Regions from separate parts of the Mus musculus genome. Here regions 2 and 3 are each linked to region 1. Evidence: chromatin contacts called from public HiChIP or PLAC-seq data. All regions are on one chromosome and are shown on one strand. The core of a region is the stretch at or near the end of the contact, and the rest is flanking DNA. Distances in the headings are between cores, read along the strand shown. Region 1 holds the start of Ugdh (UDP-glucose dehydrogenase). Region 2 overlaps Ube2k (ubiquitin-conjugating enzyme E2K). Region 3 has its middle 22 kb from the start of Ube2k.

Region 1 (4,954 bases), core at 1,000-3,499:
ATTAAGCCACCCTGTCAGTAACTAAAGGACACTTGTTTATAAAGAGATAAACACAAACAGCCCAAATCCTCACCATCTTGGTATTTGAAAGCATTCTATAACTGTTTACCTACAGGTTATGTGCCTAGGGGACAGAAATAATATGTCTCAGTGTACTGTGAGGGAGAGAATAGCATAACCCACCCCAAATACATATGTACGGATGTATGTATCTTATATGTGTATGTGGACATGAGTACAAGTGCCCTCAAGGACCAGGTGCCTTGAATCCCTTGGAGCTGGAATTACAGGCATACTTTGAAAAGAAACTTTTTTTTTTTTTTTTAAGGCAACTGCTGCCAGGTTTGTAAAATCAGTATTGGAGCCAGGCATGGTGGCGCAAGTCTTTAATCCCAGCACTTGGGAGGCAGAGGCAGGCGGATTTCTGAGTTCGAGGCCAGCCTGGTCTACAAAGTGAGTTTCAGGACAGCCAGGGCTACACAGAGAAACCCTGTCTCGAAAAACAAAAACAACATCAAAGTATGCCTCGTGTCTCTGTGGGTCTCCGGGTCTGGGGTGGTTGTGAGCCTCCTTGAGGCAGGTGCTGGGATCTGAAGAGCAGTCTTCATTATTAACTACTGAGCAGCTATATTTCCAGTCTCAGCACTTGGCTTTTCACTTGCACCCGAGGGACCTGAACATAGACCTCTATGCTTACATAGCAACCGCTTTACCCACTGGGCCTCCTCCTCAGACCTACGGCGTTTGAATGTGCTTCCAACATTTCCTAATTACTTTCCCCCATGAGGTACAGTCAAGCACTTCATAACATCATTTCACGAAGGGCTGACTTCATATAGGGTGGTCCCGGATTATACCGAGTACTGATGTTCCCAGCGAAGTTTGAGTAAGTACATGATGACGTGGCAGAACAAATGTGCCGAACACATTTCTCAGAACATATCACCACCAATGAGGTATTTGTGCCTGGCCTTTTCTCCTTTTTGATTTTTAGGCTTAAGTTGATCTCTAGCAGCAAAAGAAACAGAACAAACCTTCACATTAAAAGTGGGCGTGGCGGTAATCATGATCCCTGGGGGAGGGAGGGCAGAGGGGTCAAGTAAGGGGATCATTGCAAGTAAAAGGCCAGTCTGAACTATATACTGAGTTCCAGATCTGCCACCTCTACACAGAGACCATGTCTCAAAAAACTCCCGTGGGCAGGCTAAATAATTTTGCCTTTTAAAAAAAGTTTATGCATACAGATGTCTGTGTATGTTCGTGCTGGTAGATAGAGCGTGGTCTCCTGGAGCAGGAGTTTTAGGCAGTGTTGAGTCCTCTGATATGGGTCCTGGGGAGTAAACATCTTAGCCCTTTCTCCAGGGGACAGTTTTACTTTCTATGCATTTGTAAGGACTGGGGACAGTTCGGTGGTAGAGTGCTTAGAGTTCAATCTCTAGTAACACACACACACACACACACACACACACACACACACACACACACACACACACACGCAAATTAACACCCACACATATCTACGTTGCATACGCCTTGCTATGCATCATACAGACAACCTCCCTTTTAGAATTTGGCTGGAAAGTTTTCCTGGAAAATACGCCCTCCAGGCGTGGGCGCCCGGGTTCTCTGGCCAAGGACCAACCCGGAGACACTGGTTCAGTCATTATGGAACTCAGCATCGTTTTGACCTGAGGTATCTCCTTCCCAGACCCGGCGCCATCCGGATGGGACGTGACTAAACTCTGGGCAACTGTCTGAAGGGCGCGGCGGACTCAGGGGCTTGAAGAGCTTAGGAGAGCAGGGGAGGCCCTCCATCAGAGTCCAGGGGCCGAGAACGGAGCTCGGGCTCCAGGATAAGGGGAAGAGTCAGAAAGCCGGAAGACCTTTTTCTGTGGGCTCGCTCTCCCCTCCCAGGCCCTATGATCACGGGTGGTTCACTTGGCACGCGCGAACCTTCCTCATGCCAGATTCCAGGGACCCAGAGCGGGGAAGGAGCACAGACAAGGATGACCAACAGGGACCACGACGCCCCTCCCTGCAGCTAGTCAGCCTAGCGGGACCAGCGGCGCACGCAGCCACGCCCAGCGCCGCTCGCTGCGGGCGAGGGCGGAGCCCGTGACTTAGCTGGAGCTGATTCGCCCTGCTCCTCAAGGGGCGTGGTCATACAGTTCGGATCCCGCCCCCTCTGCCGCTCTGGGTCCAGAAGGAAATAGAGGCCTGCCCGGGGGGCCTGGAGCGGAGGGAGGCGGGGCAGCGCGGGGCGGTGGCCGGGTCCAGAGTCCCGGGAGGCTTGGCTGCAGGGGAATGAAGCCTCCGCCTTCCCCGGCAGAAGTATTTAAATACGGCCGCGGGCCGGGGACTCGGGGAGCGGCGGGCGGAGCGGTGGGTAGAGCCTGCGGCTTGGGAGGAAGGCGCTGTCCGAGAGAACGGGATCTGCACGGCCGCTGTGTCCCTGCTTTGGAAGTGGGTAAGCACCGATCCTTTCGGGATGCCCCCTCCTCGCGGCCCAGGTGCGCGCGCGGTCCCGGGTCCGCTCCCCGTTCGCGGCGGGGCTCTCTACTGCACCATCCTGGTCCCCTTTTTCGGGCCCGGCGAGAATCACGTCGTGCGCTTGCAGGAGGTCAGCCGAGCCGAGCTTTTAATTTCGCAACTCGCGCGTCTTCAAGCCAGTTCTTTCCATTTTCCGATTTGAAACCAACGAGATTTTCCCGCCGCTTCAGAAAGCCAAACGCCCTCCCCCCCCCCGCCCCCGAAGGAAAGGGTCCTCTCCGTGGGGCCTAATGGACGCTTCACAGTCCTAAGCTTTGTTGGGGATTAGAGTCTGCTCACCTGGGAGGCTGCTGCTCTCCTCTGGTAGCCCCTAAATGTAGAAAGCAAAGCCCCTTAAAGATGCATCCCTAAGGCATTTATCCTATACTATCCTGGGGGTGTGTGTGGCTCACGCAGTTCATTATTGGCCTCTGGACACATACGCTCGGACGTTATACTTAATGTCAGGGAAGGCCTTTCTTGGGGGCTTCAGAGACCATGTTTTTGTGAGATCTTAAAAATCTTCACGTACTACGCGTAATTGAATAGGGTTGGTTGAGAAAGAGAGGAGGGGCTGGCTGGGAGAGAGTGCATACGTGGGGCACACAGAGGACTAACTGTTCATCCACTCACCTCAAAGGCCAGTCTGGTTTTTTTTTTTTTTTTTTTTTTTCAAATCCCCTAAGAAATGGAGAACAGTAGTCTGGTCTGTTTCTTCTGAGGGGTTCTGGACTTGAAAGAGCTGAGTGTTTCTGCTTGTGAGCTGTGCTTTTTGAGTACTGAGCTAGTCTGAGCTGAATGCTACACAACCCTGGTTTGGAAAATACATCCCGTCCCCTGCCCCCTTCTTTCATCTCTGTATTGCTTTCTCTGCCATAAAATCTCTAGCCACTAGGCATGCTCTATCATTTCTCAAATTTCCACAGCTGTGGATCATTCTCGTTAGACATAAAATTAAGTCTTTCACAATCTTTTTTTTTTGAATCAGGCATCTTTGTAAGTGTGCTTCCAGGAAATGACTGAGGTTGGTGTATCCAGCTGTCTTATCATGTCTGCTGCTTAGTTCTTCAGTAGCTGTGAAGGGGTGGCAGATGGATGCTATTCTATTCAGAGTGCAGTATAGGACATTTGTCGGCTGGTAGTGACATCCTGTAGGTTGAAATGCTTATCTGAATTTATGACACTTTACATGAACAGTATTTTCAGGATGGTGTGGTATGTCGTGGTTCCCGGAATATTTGAGGTGAAGACTCATTTCAGAATGACCTATTCAATAGGCAAACAAGCCCACTTTTCAGTCAACACAGTGAGGGCCAGAGGGTATACAGAAGGAGAAGTAGAATATGGTGAGATGAGCTTACTGGTAAAAACACTTGCCACACAAGCCTTCAGTCAATCCCCAGCACCCACAGTGAAAAGAAAGTCTGGACCCCCAAAAGTGGTCCTCTGACCTCCACCCTTGCCTTGGCCTGCATATCACAAAACAAAACGCGAAAATTAGGAAGAAAACAAACAAACAAAAAACAGAATTAGAAAACATGTATCATAGAAACTGTATTGATAACATTGTATCAAGCTTCATGTTAAAGTTTGGTTTTTTTTTTTTTTTTTTTCTTCGAGACAGGGTTTCTCTTTGTATCCCTGGATGTCCTGGAACTCACTCCATAGACCAGGCTGGCCTGGAACTCAGAAATCCTCCTGCCTCTACCTCCCACTTGCTGGGATTAAAGGTGTGCGCCACCACTGCCTGGCTCATGTTAAAGCTTCCTGAGGATTTTTTTTTTTTTTTGAAACTTCCAAGTAACTTTATTTGCTATGCACTGTGTATCTGTCTCCTTAAGTAATTGCCTTGTATACACTGTACTTTATAAGAAAACTAGCAAGGCCCAGGGTACCAACCCAAAATGAAGACCCAACTCAAGTAGCTGAGTGTGTGGCTCATGCCTATAATCAGTTCCCAGGAGGCTGAGGCAGAAGGATCACCATGAGTTCCTGACCAGCCTTGGCTGCAGACTGAAACCTTAGTGAGAGACAGAAATTGGGTGTGTGTAGAGAAGAGAAGAAGGAAGAGGAGGAAGGAGAAAGAAAACACAAAACTGAGGGGGGAAAAACCCAGATGTATCTAGTTCTCCAGTACAGATGCAGCTGCAGTAGTCAGTAGCAACTACTTAGAGAGAATTCTGAATTCCGGTCTTGAAATAAAGGCAGATAAGAAGTAACTTAAGGACTAGGGGGTGGGACACAGGGGTAGAATGTCTACCTGAGACCTTGGATTTAATCCCCATGCATTATAAAAACAAACCATATTAGAGGTTACTTGGGGGAAAATCTGAGCCTATTCTTAAGGTGGCTAAGGGAGGTAGCGGTCTAATTGTTTCCTGTTAACTATGATTGGCCATCTTAACTACTGCTATGAAACATGAAG
Region 2 (4,954 bases), core at 690-3,189, 130 kb before region 1:
AGTCTTTCATTAGAAAGTATTATTTTATAATTCACCTCAGAGTTTTAAGAATGGAACCATTAATTTCTAAAAAACAAAACAATGTGTTACCCATAAAGAATCCACAGGGAACCTTCAGTGTGTATTTTGGCACCCCATCTTTAGTGAGGACAACTGCAAAGCGTTTTTCTATAACTTTCTTCTAAGAGTTCAGCACAAGGCAGGAAGATTTTTAGTAGTCTTGGTGTTTCTAACATTCCTTTGAATCTACAAAGCATTACTAATGCCCAAACATGGTGGTGCACACCTTTAATCCCAGCACTCAGGGGGTGGAGGCAGAGGCAGGGACTAAAGTTTGAAGCTACATAACAAGTGCCAGGACAACCAGAGAAGCAAAGGGGGAATTGGGGGGGGGAGGGGGGGGAAGGGCACACAGATGGATGAAATATACAGCTCCTAGTAAGCAATGTAACTATTAAAATAGAGCAAAACAGCATAGAACATTGAAGATAATCTGGGTGAAGGAAAATGAATGACCATATTGCTAATGAGAAAGTACAGAATTCTGGGTCCAGCACTTGGCTCAATAACAGTGCCTAGAATACATGAAGTCCTGGCTGAGTATGATCCCAAAACTAGGAAGGTGGAAGGAGGAGGATCAGAAATTTAAGATCAGCTACATAGCAAAGCTGAGGCCAGCCTAGACTACATAGACCTTGCCTGAAAAGAAGAAATGCAGGAGGTTGGAGGGACGGGAAAAGGAGGCCAGCCACATGGTTCAATAGATAAAAGGGGTTGTCACCAAATGTGGCAATTTCTAGAACTTACATGGTAGAAGGAAAGAACCAACAACCCCTACACCTGCACTCACATGTGCATATAGACACATGTATACACACACACACACACACACACACACACACACACACACACACACACACACGCGCGCGCGCATGCACGGAGGAAAAACAGTGCAAAATCTAATGCAGTCCTCAGGCTGGGAATAGGTATACTGAGCATGTACTAGGCCCAAGCTCAAATCCCAACTCTATCCTTCATCGACTCCAAAAAGGGTTCTAATACATTTTCAGAGGTGAAAGGAAAACAAAGTGTAAGAAGTAATCCTTAACATATTAATGCTGAGTACAAAGTAGCAACTGATGCTATTACTGTCCTTTCAGTCTCTCTATGTAATGCAGGCCAACCTCAAACCTGTAGAGATCTTTCTGCCTCAGCCTACTGTATGCTGGGATTTTAGGTGTGTGCCACCATATAAATATTTGATATCGAGGATCAAAGCAAGACTTTGCACATGCTAGGGTAAGCATCCACTACCCAGCTTAGACACATTACTAGCTCATAAATAAAGTACTTGTTGTTGTGAATATAGGTTCTTGCATGCACATATGTCTGTGTACCACTTGCTTGTCTGGTGCCCACGGAGGTCAGAGGAGAACCTAAATAAGAAGTTTTCATACACCTTATTTTTATCTATTCGAAAATGAAATTTTAATCCAAATATCCAGCTGAGATCAGTAGTACATATCTGTGGGGTGGTGAGCTGTGCCTGGTCCCCCGGGTCGAGCACAGGTCTGGAACCGGAGCGCCCCCCCCCCCCCCGCCCCCGTGGTGGGCGGAGATTTCCAACAGCAAGGGACAGCAGGAGTTTGGCCACGCCTCCTGGGTATCCCACTGTGCTCGCAGCACACAGCTACAGCAGCAGAGGTAGCTACAGCCTCCCACAGCCCCCCTGCAGAGAGGCATGCTGCATCAATCAAGTACTAGCTGCACCAAGCCCTCCCACATACAAATAAGGTTTCCCCAAACTCAGTCCAAGCCAATAAAAAGCACCTGCTGTCAAACCCTGGATCATCCCCAAAACTGTATATAAGTCCCATGCAGGGAGAGAACTACTCCGTCATCTGAGGCTTTGTCCTAAGAGCTCTAACACTTGGGGAGAGGTCGGCTCTCCCAAAGAGCTGCCTGAGGTCCTGTCGCACTCTCGCTAGTCAGCTTCTCCTCGGCCCAGCCCGACCCGACTCAGTGAAGAATTACTGCATGGCAGAGAAGTGGAGACAACCAGCACAGCAGAAGCAGGGAAGTAACTTCCCCTCCCTGCCTGCATTCGCTTCCCTTCGGGGAACCCTCGCACCAAGCCTGGCCAGAGATCTCCGTGTAAAACCTCTGGTAGCCAGGCCCACACATATGCAAGCACTAAAGATGCAGAAGTATGAGGATCAAGAAGAGTCTGTGAGCTGTTCCTCCCATGCATGGGCTGTTCCTAGAATGTGCTTCTGTGCCCCTCCCAGGTATGGTAAGTAGGAGTAGGTTTACTTCAGGTTACAGGTCCTGCTTCTATTATTCTGATGAGGTTTCCAAGCAGGGTCTGTCCTCATGACAGTATACAGCTTGAACTCACCTGAACTTTGCTCATATGATCTTGCTTAACCCTCAGAATGTAAATTCTATTATGCCCTAAAGAAAGTGATTGCATGTGACTTTAGTCCTCCTCATTTTAGGCTACATTTTCCCATGTTCATGCCACCAACTAGAATGGTAACTCTACCACTGAATTACATCTGTCCAGCCCCAGTAGAAAAAACTGTTAAGATGGGCATGGTAGTTCAAATGTACAATCCCAGTTCTTAGGAAACTCACACAAAAGGAGATTGGGCAGTGAATTCTATGCCAGCCTCCACTACATAATGAGACAGCTGGGCAGTGGTGCTGCATGCCTTTAATCCCAGCAGGTGGGAGGCAGAGGCAGGCGAATTTCTGAGTTCCAGACCAGCCTGGTCTACAGATTGAGTTCCAGGACAGCCTGGGCAATACAGAGAAACACTGTCTTGAACCACCCCCCACCACCACCCCCCAAAAAAAAATCACTACATAATGATAACTTGTCTTAGAGGAAGAGAAAGTGGACCAACAAATTGATGGAAGAGAAAAATTTGATTCTCCATGCCTTGTTTGAAATAAAGATATTTAAAGCTTAGCAGCTACATTTGTTAAATCTCAAAGAAATCTGGAAGAGGTCTTGCCCAGTACCTGTGGCTCTTCCCAGCACTTCTCACATGACCTCCTACCCTAAGCCTCTCCCTCCATGGGGCTGAGCTTCCACTTAGCTATATAACAGCCATTTTGCCTCCATACCTGAATCTCCTGATCTCTTTTTCAGATTGCCCCAAACCACCATCCCTTTCCTCTTTTCTCTCTCACTCCCCACCCCTCCTTTCATGGCCATATTCAGTCCAGAGCCTTTGTACTCTCCCTTAATAAGCCCTCCCTCAACCATACCTAGCAGACACAGTCCTCTCCCAACATTTAATATACATTACTTACCTCTAACCTATTTTTCAATGACTTAAGATATAAGCCAGGATTTGTATATGAACATGTGGGATGTGTGTGAGGACCAAGCCCAGGTTCCGTGAGCTTGGTAAGCAGTTGTTCTACCAGAGTTACACCTGCAGTCCCTAAATGGATTAAACAAAACTGAAGCATGGGCCATTTAATGTTCCCCAAGTAAAGTTGACATGAAAACTAAGAGACTGGAGCTGCAGAGATAGATAGCTCAGCAGTTAAGAGCACTGACTGCTCTTCCAGAGGTCCTGAGTTCAAATCCCAGCAACCACAGGGTGGCTCACAACCATCTGTAATGGGATCTGATTCTCTCTTCTAGTGTCTGAGAAGAGAGCAACATTGTACTCACATGCATAAAATAAATAAATCTTTAAAAAAAGAAAACTAAGAGACTGAGATATAATAGGAAAGTGAGATCAAGCAAACATTTACAGTCATTATTAAGAACAAATCGTAACCCTGGTGTGGGTCACAAAACCTTTAATCCTAGCACTACAGAGGCAAAGGCTGCCTGGTCTACACAGTATAGTCAGGCCAGCCAGCTCCACAGTGAGATCTCAAAACTAACAAAAAGAGTAAACTGTAAATCAGTGCTACCCAATGGACAAAATGGATCTGGGGACCCACATGGTAAAGGAATTCAGGAAACAACTCTTGAAAGGTGCTGCTCTCAGACCTCTGCCTGTGAGCCACAGCACATGAGACACCCACCCCCTGCCAAAGTCAAAGGCAGACTTTGAGAACCTGACATTGACAAAGAAAGTCAAATGTGGCTAATGGCTACTGTATTATTGGACAGGCAATGCTATTCTAGCTAGAGAACCAGAAAATAATAGCCTCTCCAGTTACAGTAATAATGTGAGGTTAGAATTATTGGCCTTCATTCCAGTCATCATACTTCAAAAACCTAAAGAGCAAAATGAAATTATAAACTTTCTTTTATGTGTCCCAAGGCTGGCTTCAAAGTAGATATGCAGTCAAGAATGATTCTGAATTTTTAATACTCCTCTCCAAGCCCTAACCAACCTCTCACCAGAGTGCTGGGATTACAGGCATTTGCCACAACCCATTTATGTGGTGCTTGAACCCTCCTTTTCCTGCATGCTAGGCAAGGCCCCTGAACTGATATGATAAATATAAATATAAAAACTATTGCAAGGCATTATTACTAGTACTGTTAGTATAAAGACACAGAACAACTAAATATATAACTTTCAAATGTATAAGAAACTATGAGAATAGGCAGGCAGTGGTGATGCACATCTTTAATCCCAGCACTCAAGAACTAGAGGCAGCTGGACTACCGAGTGAGTTCCAGGACAGCCAGGGCTACACAGAGAAACCTGTCTCTCGAAAACCAAACCAAAACAATCAAAAAACTAGAGGCAGGCAATTTCTGCTAGTTTGAGGCCAACCTGGTTTACCTGATCTGCAGAGTGAGTTCCAGGACAGCCAGGACTACATAAAAGAACCTTGTTTCAGACAGACAGACAAACACAAGAACACAAGTCTTTAATTCCAACACTCAAGAGACAGAGGCAGGTGAGTCTGAGTTCCAGTGCAACCTAGTATTTGAAGTGATCCAGGACTACACAGAGAAACTGTCTTCAAA
Region 3 (4,954 bases), core at 1,328-3,827, 79 kb before region 1:
TCAATGTAAAAGGTGGATTGTGGAGGTTATATGTAATTTAAACTTCTTCCTAGATAGGGTTTTGAATGTAAAAATGTTATAGTAAAAGAAAGATCTTTTCAAGGACATCCTGGCAGCAATATAAAGAATGATAAGTTTGTTGCCAGATCTGACTGTTTACCACCCAAAAGTCAGTGTTAATCTGAGGTCTAAAGGCATGTACTACCACCCCTCATGCCTCTCCTGCAAAAGGTATTGCTTTTAAATTCATCTAAACTCAAAACTTTAGAATACAGCCAGAGTGTTTTTCAGAATGTAAATGGCCTCCAGCCTAGTTCCCAGGAGAGTCTTTATTTCCCTCTAAAGCCTCATAAGCTGTCTTTACCAATCACAGTTCTCTCACCAGTCTGTCCTGGTCTTCTGAACTCTGACCAGAATGGCCTCATTAGCTAGCTCCGCTTCCCATATTTAGGTGTTCTCTACCCTGAAAATGCCCCACATTCTTTCTGAATAGCCAGTCCAGATCTTAAATACCATGTGATCACTGCTGTGATATCCCACTCCTGGTACCAGTTTTCTGTGTTTACTAATTTTCTTTTTACAGTCATAGGATGCCCTATCAGTTTAAGGAAGGAAGGGCTCCTCTAGGGACCATTGCAAGAGCAACTCTACCTATGGACGTAGGACTCTGAGTCAGCAGTCACATCACATCTGCCACCAGGAAACCAGAGGGAAATGCCTGAGCTTTGCTGGCTTCTTCCTCTGTCCCCTTACTGTTCAGTGCTGGACTGTGGAATGGTGTAAGTCACCATTCCACACTCAGAGTTGGTAATTCTTTTTCTCTAAAACCCCCCTGGGAAAAAAAATCTTCACAGACATACCCAGAGATATGTTTCCCAGATTCTAAATCAAATCAAGTGGACAATGAAAATTAACCATCACAGACTATTGTCAGAAACCCACCAGTAAACTGAGGTTTCGTGACTTTTCCCTCTGAAATGGGGATAATCTTGTGCACATAAACATGGTGTAAATACAAAATATGGTTATAACACAAAAGGCACCATGTCTCTACAGAGGCAGAAAGTGACCAGAATACAAATTTCTTGATTCTGAAATTTCTCCTCTAGCCCAAGTTCTTTTTTTTTTCTTTTCCAAGCGTTTCCTTGCTGTCTGGAGAGTTTTTTTTTTTTTAAGATTTATTTATTTATTATATATATGTAAGTATACTGTAGCTGTCTTTAGACACCCCAGAAGAAGCACCAGATCTCATTACAGATGGTTGTGAGCCACCATGTGGTTGCTGGGATTTGAACTCACAACCTTCAGAAGAGCAGTCAGTGCTCTTAACCGCTGAGCCATCTCTCCAGCCCTCTAGCCCAATTTCTAATCAAGACTTTGAACAAAAGTACACCATGACAAATTTTAAAATGTACACTTCCACAATGCACTCAGCAATTCAAAGTGAATGAGAAAGGGAGGGGCACTGAGGTAGTACTGAAAAATGTGAAGTCAATAAAACAGGCATAGAAACCAGAAAGCTGCAAGAGGCAGTAAGGAGAAGCAGGCAGAGGGAAAAAAACAAGAGAAAACAAATGACTGGGGACTGATTTCTTTGCCACGGTCCTTGGCTGTGCTGTACCAAGAAACTCATTTATAAAGGGAGAAGACTAGAAATGCATCAGGATCGGTGAGGAAGGAAGACAAGAATGAGGGGTTGGGTTCCCATGGCTATGCAAAGCTGTTTTGATTGGTAGGAAGGAAGCAGTGACTGTGTCTGCGCACCTCCTCAGGGGAGACTCAGGGGTTGAAGGGATGCTGAAGGACGGTAAACTGAGCTGGCATGGGTTGTTTGATTTTAGTAACTTGATTGTCTAGACAGGGTTGACAGGGATGTGTTTCGGGATGGCTTTGAACTTCCATGGTAAAGGACAACCTGATCCTCCTGCCTTTATCTCCCAAGATCTAAGATTACAACACTGTGCCACCACAGTCTATTGTCCCACCACATCTAGTGCTTGGTGGGCTTTTTGTTATTGTATTTAGTGTGTGCATGCACACACCACTGCATCCCAGCACATATGGGGTTTTGGGAGTTGGGTGTCTCCCTCCATCATAGGGATCCCAGAAATCGAACTCAGATTCTCCGGGATGTCAGAAAGCACTTTTATCCACAGAGCAGTTCGGTGACCCAAGTGATGCATTTTTATTTGTTTAATTGTTGTTTGATTTTTTTTTCTAGTGGGTGTAAGGGGTGTCTGTGTGACCATATATGGGTGTGAATGGGCAGATGTCCACAGTGGCCAGAAGAAGAGCTTGGATTGTCTGAAAGAGCAGCAGGTGTCCAAACTTTGAGCTATCTCTCCAGTCCACTTGATGCACATTTTAAAAAGGTGCTTCTCTCTCTCTCTCTCTCTCTCACACACACACACACACACACACACACACACACACACACACACACACACACACACACTCGGGGAGCCAGAGAGCTGTTTAGGATATGATTTAAGTTTCAGGAAGCGTCCTGTGGTTGACATCTGTTCATCGGTTACTCTTTGTTAATCACCTTGGGAAGGAAACAGGATCTGAAAGTCACTGACGTGTCCAAAGCAAATACAATATGTTTGGTGTGTAGCTGTGTCTCAGAATATGGAGAGAGTCATAGTTGGGGGTCTTGGGAAAGTATGTGAACTGTGTCACAAAGATCAAATATTCCAACTAGATGATGGAGCATTGCACTGGAGGTTGAACCATCTGGGCAGAACAGTTCCTCAATAACCAGTCTTCTGTCAAACTGACATTTCAGACAATCAAGTCCTACTTCCTTTTCAAAGACTTATTTAAAAAGTGTCTTTGTGTACAGTAGGGGAGAGGAGGCTCCTGAGTGTGCCACAGCCCATTTCCTGCTGAGCCAGTTCTACTCCTTGCCTGTGCAATGAGTGACACAGAAGACCAGTAGGTGCTGACGATTGAGCCAAGCATGTAGGCTACCAGCCTCTTCCACTCTCTCCAGCTCTCACCTTTTATTTCCACATAGTACAGGCTAGACTTGAGCTCATGATCTTCTGCCTAAAGCCTTTGAGATTTATTTTTTAAATCTTTTTTTTTTTTGAGTCCTCTTTCTCATCCCTTATTAGGAGGAAGGAGAGATCCAAGGAATACAATTTGAAGCTAGTGTCCATCTGAGTTCATGGGGAATTCCCATCGCCAGTTAGTTATTCTGTAATGGCCTCAAGCACTTTGCAGGGACAGAAGAAAAATCATAAGGAACCTATTAACTGAACAGGGTCCTCATGATGACTAAGAACACATTGTTCAGTGTGAACTTAGTGTCTGATGTCTTTTTAAAAAGTCATTAAAGCGAGTCCTTGTGAAGTAGATTTATATATGACTATTAGTGTAACTGCATACAGAGTTAAAGTCCAGAATGCCAGAATGTTACTAGAGACCAGAGGTTTTTAGACCTTTTAGACTTTTGCAGAAATTTTCTTTCTTTCTTTTTGGTAAATGGGGCATTTGTTTTGTTTGGAAGTTTGCTTGAGACGGGGGTTTTACTAATATAGCACTGGCTGGCCTGAAGCTGGCTACGTGTAGACCAGGCTGGCCTTCAACTCACCAAGATTTGTCTGCCTCAGCTTCACAGATGATGGGATATGTGCTACCATGCCCAGCTTAAAAATGGTTTTTGTTAGCATATATGGTGAAAAATTCTTAAGAAGTCTCTCTCCAAGAGCAACAGATTAAAATTAAGAACACAGTCAACTTCAGTGATGTGTACTGGCTTTTCTCCACTCTTAGAGGTTCTGTTCTGAAAACCACAGGACCTCCACTAGGGCTGATTGAGAAGACCCAAAGGAAAAGGATGCCCACGGACAGGAGAGTTGTACATCTGAGTGCGGTGAACTAGATAGAGGCTGGCTGTTGTAGGACAGGATCATGGCCAGGAGCACAGTGCTTCATGGGTGTAATAAAGGGAGGTCCCAAAGGACTGGCAATGAACTCTTGCTGGCTTCCCTTCAGGAATGCAAAGTGAAGTTCAAACTAGCAGTTAGGTTAACCCTTGCCTCGTCTCTATTATATTTCCCATTTGTAAATAATTGTCTGATGCCCTCTTCTAACCTTTGGGGACACCTGGCAGGCACATGGTGTATCATATAGACAAAAGACTCATACATATGTGTGTGTGTGTGTGTGTGTGTGTGTGTGTGTGTGTGTGTGTGTGTGTGTGTATGCTGGAGAGATAGCTCTATAGTTCTTGCTGTTCCAAGTGCTGGGATTAAAGGTGTGCACCAGCTCCACAGTTAAGAGACCTTACTGCTCTTGCAGATTTTGGGTTGGTTCCCTGCACCCACATGGTGGTTCATAGCTTCCTGTAACTCTACCTCCAGTAGATCTGAACTCTACTGGTATTGTACACACATAGTGTACAAACACATGTGAATAGCACATACACATAAAATTAAAAAGAAATCTAAAAACAAGTTATATACACATAAAATAATAAATATGTATTTTAAAAACTGTTTCCTTGGGCACTGGTAATGGAGCATACCTTTAGTCCCAGCATTCAGGAGGCAGAGACAGGTGGATCTCTGAGTTCAAGGCCAGCTTGGCCCACACAAAGAAACCCGGTCTTGAAAAACAAACAAACAAACAAAACCAAAACAATAAAAACTGGTTCCTATTCTAGCCCCACATGTTTGCTTGTTTGTTTATCTAGAGGCAGGACTGCTTTGTATCTGTGGCTAGCCTAGAACTTTTTTTTTTTTTTTTTTTCGAGACGGGGTTTCTCAGTATAGCCCTGGCTGTCCTGGAACTCACTTTGTAGACCAGGCTGGCCTCAAACTCAGAAATCTGCCTACTTCTGCCTCCAGAGTGCTGGGATTAAAGGCGTGTGCCACCATGCCCAGCTAGGCTAGAACTTACTATGTAGATCCGTGGCTTCCAACTTTCAGCCTTTAGCTAACAGGCA

The links. HiChIP or PLAC-seq counts read pairs in DNA pulled down with a chosen protein or histone mark.
Region 2: an H3K4me3 HiChIP or PLAC-seq map of bone marrow-derived macrophages shows a contact between it and region 1, with 3 times the contacts expected there. The contact joins the enhancer-like site here to the promoter of Ugdh in region 1. A contact is called at or near these places in 4 of 39 promoter capture datasets (cranial neural crest, frontonasal cranial neural crest, hematopoietic stem and progenitor cells and 1 more), 3 of 484 Hi-C or Micro-C datasets (bone marrow-derived macrophages, cranial neural crest and embryonic fibroblasts), 4 of 115 datasets of contacts at active chromatin or transcription factors (bone marrow-derived macrophages, embryonic hindbrain and embryonic stem cells) and 4 of 9 other capture datasets (adipose tissue, embryonic stem cells, liver and 1 more).
Region 3: an H3K4me3 HiChIP or PLAC-seq map of bone marrow-derived macrophages shows a contact between it and region 1, with 4 times the contacts expected there. The contact joins the enhancer-like site here to the promoter of Ugdh in region 1. A contact is called at or near these places in 8 of 39 promoter capture datasets (cranial neural crest, embryonic stem cells, frontonasal cranial neural crest and 4 more), 3 of 15 datasets of contacts at CTCF or cohesin (CD8 T cells, the NIH/3T3 cell line and large pre-B cells), 3 of 484 Hi-C or Micro-C datasets (embryonic stem cells, muscle stem cells and nephron progenitors), 13 of 115 datasets of contacts at active chromatin or transcription factors (the 230-238 cell line, CD8 T cells, the SCID.adh cell line and 7 more) and 4 of 9 other capture datasets (adipose tissue, embryonic stem cells, liver and 1 more).

The regions. Positions count from the first base shown.
Region 1 is chr5:65,433,137-65,438,090 of GRCm38.p6, reverse strand. It overlaps Ugdh (UDP-glucose dehydrogenase), which reads left to right and starts at 2,249. Exons shown (of 12, transcript NM_009466.2): 1 at 2,249-2,467.
Region 2 is chr5:65,558,441-65,563,394 of GRCm38.p6, reverse strand. The region is part of intron 1 of Ube2k (ubiquitin-conjugating enzyme E2K); the gene reads right to left. Gm40309 (a long non-coding RNA gene) reads right to left here. Exons shown (of 2, transcript XR_868455.3): 2 at 1-4,954. Among named protein-coding and RNA genes, the nearest start is that of Gm40309, 19 kb to the right of the region's middle. Within about 2 kb of position 1,939, at least 35 of the 459 cell types and tissues checked have an H3K27ac peak or open chromatin away from gene starts, as enhancers often do. A contact at or near this core is called in bone marrow-derived macrophages and embryonic stem cells, where this site is marked.
Region 3 is chr5:65,512,719-65,517,672 of GRCm38.p6, reverse strand. It overlaps a transcript of Smim14 not described here. Among named protein-coding and RNA genes, the nearest start is that of Ube2k, 22 kb to the left of the region's middle. Within about 2 kb of position 2,577, at least 101 of the 459 cell types and tissues checked have an H3K27ac peak or open chromatin away from gene starts, as enhancers often do. A contact at or near this core is called in the 230-238 cell line, CD8 T cells, adipose tissue and 3 more, where this site is marked.